Linked DNA regions of Sus scrofa: region 1 is linked to region 2. Evidence: chromatin contacts called from public Hi-C data. All regions are on one chromosome and are shown on one strand. Each heading gives the region's core, a stretch centred on a gene start, on an enhancer-like site or on the middle of the called end of the contact. The rest is flanking DNA. Distances are from core to core; before and after follow the strand shown. Region 1 holds the start of HSPBAP1 (HSPB1-associated protein 1). Region 2 holds the start of SEC22A (vesicle-trafficking protein SEC22a).

Region 1 (2,700 bases), core at 162-2,661, 490 kb before region 2:
ATCAGTGATCGCTCCGGGACCTGCTGCCATGGCCAGCATTACCGGGCTCCTCCCGAACCCAAAAGTGAACTGAAGGCGGACCGGGGTCCCAGAAAGGCCAAAACCCGGGATCTGAAGCCGCAGCACAGGAAGCAGTTGTCTGGGTTGCTACCGGGCTCTTCCGGGAGCTGCACGCGCGTGAAAGTCACGTGACGGGCACTGGGCGGAGCCACGCAGGTTTGTTTTGGTTCTCAGGTGCTACAAACGCAAGCACATGGTCTCTCCTTTGTGGTGCTTTTTACCTCCCTCAGACCGCAGTCTTCTTTCAGTGTAGTCTTCCCAAGGCTGCGTTTCTCCTCGTTTTCCAGTCAAGGCCTTCCTTTTCGCCTTGAGGCTTTCCTCCTCCCAACGGTATTGGAGTTTTAGGGGATGGTGTGCTTTCTTCCTGGGGCTCGGGGCAGTGGAGTGTGGTTCTGCGCTTGCTTACTCTGCAGTCGCTCTGACTTGGATACCAGGATTGCTCAGCTTCTTTTTCCCTTCTCGTCCCACCTCTCTTGCCCTTCTGGCAATAACACGACTCCACCTGGTTTTCGTGGCTGCCGGGGAATGCGAATCTCCGGCAATTGTATTTAATTGCGTTCTCCGTGGCTCATTACCAACCCAAACAACCCAAATCGCTTGACTTCAGGTTTTCAGACACTAACCCCACAGCTGTCAGGCTTTTGTATTTAGGTATCAAAATAAACAACCAGACTCTAGAGCAGGAGATCAACAACCTCCACTCTTTTCGTTTATTCTTCACCTAGGGCGTTTGCGGGCAGAAATTTTCCCGCTTTAATCACCATATCTTTATTGCTCGCCTACTAATGCCAGCCAAAAGAGTAGAAAGAGATCTGTATCATATATATGAACGAAATTTACTAGTTTATAATGTCCTCATTGGGTATGTAAATCACAAAAAGATATCTGATCAAACTAGGCAGTATTTTTTTGTGCATAAAAAAAATGATTTTCATTGCGGCAATCCTCTGGGTCCCTACTATGCCTCAATCTTATCCTATCTCCCCCTCTAATTTTTGAAGTTATAAGCCCAACAAAAATTGGGATAAACCCAATTTAGAAGCAAACATTAGCCTAAGTGACCGGAGGTCCCTGAGTTGCTTATTAGGCACATGACGTAAACTTGGACACTTCCTCCCGCAATCCCGGCTTCCTCGCCCAACCTCAATTACAGCGTCTCCGGGGGCGCGGGGCGGGGGGGTTCTTTTTCCCCTGGCTCAGCCGCGCTCCTCCTGCCTTTCCAATCTTCCCGGTGCCTGCTCTGAGACGCCGGCTCCACTCGCTCCCTCGGCTAGATTTCCTCTCCACTACCCGGCGCGGAGACGGCCGGGGCAGCGCACCGCAGCCTTCTCCCAGCAGGTCACAGCTGCCCCGCCTCCCCGACCGGGACCGGCTTGCTCAGCGCAGGCGCACCGACGCGGCCGGGAGGCCGAGGGCGACCAAAGCAACCTCGGCCGCCGCCTCCTCCCGTAGTATCCGCGCGGGGCTGGTCGGCGGCCACCGGGACCGCGCCGGGCAGGGGCCCCGCGGGCCGCGCGTTGTAATGGGCTCGAGCTGGAGTAGCGAGGAGGAGCGGCAACCGCTTCTAGGGCCCGGCCTCGGGCCTGCGCCGGGAGCTGCTTGGAGAAGCCGGGAGGCGGCGGAGGCGCTGCCCGCGGCCGCCCCGAGTCCCGGGCGAGTGTACGGGCGCCGCTGGCTGGTGCTACTGCTCTTTTCGCTGCTGGGGTTCGCTCAGGGCCTGGTCTGGAACACCTGGGGCCCCATCCAGAACTCGGCGCGGCAGGCCTATGGTTTCTCCAGCTGGGACATCGCGCTCCTAGTGCTGTGGGGGCCCATCGGCTTCCTGCCCTGCTTCGCATTCATGTGGCTTCTGGACAAGAGAGGTGAGGGGGTTCTAGGAGTGCCGGCCAGCGCTGTCACTCCTGGGGGAGCCGCCTCCCTTGGCTTCTTCGTCGGGGTTGTGTGAGGTGATCCGGTGTTGCTGGCATCCCATTCCTGACTAAGAACCCTCTGTCCCCAAAGCGACAAATATGGGAGGGCTTCTTCTTAGGTTCTGTTTTTATCAAGGCCCATTATGCAACAGCAGGGATTAAGAGATCTCTAAATGTTCAAGTTTTTGCATATTTGAACATCACAGCATCCCGTGCACGTGCTGTGTGTGGTTTTTACATCTGACAAAAATGACCACTGCTTTGTCTTCAGAGGAATTTGAGGATGTTGAGGGCGAAAGGTCAGAAAATAGACTGATGATGCCCAGATACAAGGAAGTAATGAGTTGGCTTTGCATAGTAGATGACTCCAGCCCAGGAAGAGCTGTTGGGAAACTCAGATCTGACGCTTTGGTCTCTGGAAGATGGTGCACAGCAGCTTTAAAATGTGTATGGCTAAGCTTGCAGATTAATGAAAACTTCTTTCATAGAGAACCCTCTGGACAGACATCTCACTTAACTGCTTGCCAGTGTAATTCCGTGAGTGGAAAAAAAGGTCATAGGATTGAATGATATGAATGATATGGCACTGAATTATACCACACAGGTATGAGTAAATGATTCATGAACAGGGTGATATAGCTGCTAAAAACGGGAGGACAGTTTTAGGCGTAGAAGTATAATGTCTAAAACAAGAAGAGAAAGGAGTTCCCTTGTGGCACAGTGGGTTAAG
Region 2 (2,700 bases), core at 102-2,601:
CCAGTCAGATTCGTTTCCACTGCACTACAATAGGAACTCTCTGAACATTCTTATATATTCTTTTGATGAACATATGAGTACATTTCTGTTGCATATAGAGCTAGTGGTGGAATTGCTAGGTTGATCTACCCAATAATCACTGAAGTTATATAAGTAGTCCAGACATTTCTTCTGAACACCAGACACATATCCAAATCTGTCTGACATCTCCATTTATGAGCATCTCAAACTTCACATATCCAAAACTATTTGCTCCTCCTTCTATGTTCCCTGAATCAGTAAATGGCTTTTTAATTTATCTAGTTACTTATAGAGTCATCCTTAATGCTCTTCTTTTCTTTATCCTTCCCTGCAAACCAATCCATTATTAAATCTCTTGGGTTCCACCTCTAATTTATACATGTCTCAAAATTATCCAATTCTTTCTGTCTATACTGCCATCACCCTAGTTTAAGCTATGATCATCTCTGGCCTTGACTAATATAACTGCATTAGAAATGAACTTCTAGCAACCCCCTTTGCCCTCTTCCAAACTGTTCCCCATAAACAGTGTAAGTGAGCTTTTAAATATGTAAATCATATCCCACTTAACACTCTCTTGGCTGCCCATTGACCTTAGGATATGTTCCAAAATACAGTCTAAAATCTATAATGTGGCCAATAAGAGCCCGCATGGTTTGGCCTCTGCCTCAACTCGGCTCAGGTTTACACCCTACACCTCAAACATACTGACTTCCTTTCAGTTCCTGGAACACATCAAGGTCTTTCCTGCCGCAACAGCCTCAAACATAATGTTCCCCACCTGCAACACTCTTTAAGGCTCTTTCATATGCCCGGAAGCTTAAAAGGCACTTCTTCAAAGCGCTCTTCCCTGACAATCCTGATTAATCTATCACCGCTCCCACTAATTTTCCTTCGTAGAACTGATTACAATTTATAATTACGGAAAGATTTGTGCTTTAACATCTCTTGCTCCTATCACACTTTAGATTCCATCGTGTTAAGTTCACTTCTGGAACGCAATGCTTAATACCGCGCTCGGCACGTGGTACGCAGTGCTTGTTTAATAATGCATGACTGATGCAAAAGTTAGAAGGGGCCGCAGAAACAGTATCTGGCACTTCTTTGCCAAGGTTAGGTTCCTGCTCCTGTGTGGCGTTTTTATTCACTCACAGGGGGATTTCGCTGCTGTTCCTTCGGTGTTTGCTGTAGGGCCGCGTGAAAAACGAATTGCCTGCAGATACAGGTAGCAGGTGGGAGAGATCAGCCTTACTCGTGAGGGACAGCCTAATCTAAATTGAGTTTACGCTCCTTAGGCGCAGGAGCTTGAAAAGCTGCCAATCTGCCCTGGAGGGGGCGGGTCAGTGTGTCCTTGCCCCAGAACCTGATTGGCCTGGGCAAGCTCAAGGAACGAAGGCGGGGCTTGATCTCGCCGGGCGCCAGCCACGTTGCACGCGGGACTGCCCCGCGGAAAGGCCACTCCCCGGCCCCACAATGCAGTGCGGGTCGCGTCACTCGGAGCGGCGGGTCCCGGCTCGACAGGTACTGCCGTGCCCCTCCCAGTCCTTGTTTCTTCCTTCTCAGGGTCGCTCGAACCCCTGACGGCCCGCCGCCCCTTCGCTCTCCTCGTCGCCTGTCACAGCCCCGGCCCTCGCCCTCGGGAACACAGGCTTACTGACCCCCGGCGAGGACTAGGCTTGTGGAGTGTGGGCGGGAGCCAGGAGTCGTCCGAGCCGCAGAGCTTTGGAGGGTCGGGATCTCGGGACCTTCGTCCCCTGCAGCTTGAGGGATGCGTGGGCCCGCGTGGACGGCGGTTGCCCTTTGGCTGACCCGCGGGTGTATGGGGCAGCTTGGGCAGGGGGCCCGAGGAGGAGAGAAAGTCGCTATGGGCTGCCAGCTGTAGGGGGGCCGGGAGGTGGGCATTCAGAAACCCGGGGATCTTCCTGGGCTGTTTAGGTGACCCTGAGAGCTCGACATGACATTTCCTATTTCTTTTAGGCAAGGTGGAATTTGAACTCGTGGCTTACTTTCTTTACCTTTTGTGACATTGAATGAGCACTGAATCCAGAAATTTGGCCATGTTGGCTCATGGCAACTTTTAAGGCCCTGTTAATGGCACTTTGCGAAACGATGTGGCATAAAGGAGATCCGAGCAATTGCCTTGGCAGGTGGAAGAACCGAAATAGGAGGCTGAAACCCAGCCGGCGTTAATCTCTCTGCCAGTGAAAACAGCTTTGGCCTTTTCTCCTTCTTAGTTTCCTGGATCATCCACCTGGGGAAGTGGGAGAGCTTGAGAACCATTTCCTCCCATGCCTCTGCTGCAAAGGCAAAGCCCAGGGCTAAAGTGTCAGCCACCAGGCGGGAGATGTTGGGATCCCAGCTAACAGGTGGAACAGCCAATTTTTTGTTTTGTTTTGTTTTAAACTCTCTGAATCACATTTCAGGTTACTTGCATTTGCTTACTGCTAAGATATTAAAGAATGAGCCTATATTGAAAACAATATCTGCAGTTTCTGGGTTGTAGCTGAGTGTTTGAATCTGACATCTGTGACCATGCACTAACTTAAGGGACATCTGAGCATTTCCTGTGTTGAGAACCATGATGTTGGTTTATTGCTTTGTATGTGTTTGTGTGCATGAGTGAGTCTTTAAAAATCTAAGTATATTTTGTACTGATGTATGAACGGAGCCTAGGGGGTG

Evidence for each region. A called contact is a pair of places that touch in the nucleus more often than the background predicts.
Region 1: a contact with region 2 is called in a Hi-C map of liver, with 4 times the contacts expected there. The contact joins the promoter of HSPBAP1 here to the promoter of SEC22A in region 2. A contact is called at or near these places in 4 of 47 Hi-C or Micro-C datasets (heart right ventricle, liver and skeletal muscle).

Annotation. Positions count from the first base shown.
Region 1 is chr13:137,737,855-137,740,554 of Sscrofa11.1, reverse strand. HSPBAP1 (HSPB1-associated protein 1) reads right to left here and starts at 1,411. Exons shown (of 8, transcript XM_003132636.4): 1 at 1-1,411. The coding sequence starts at 39. DIRC2 (disrupted in renal carcinoma protein 2) reads left to right here and starts at 1,441. Exons shown (of 9, transcript XM_013982378.2): 1 at 1,441-1,922. The coding sequence starts at 1,583.
Region 2 is chr13:137,249,349-137,252,048 of Sscrofa11.1, reverse strand. SEC22A (vesicle-trafficking protein SEC22a) reads left to right here and starts at 1,351. Exons shown (of 7, transcript XM_021070245.1): 1 at 1,351-1,542.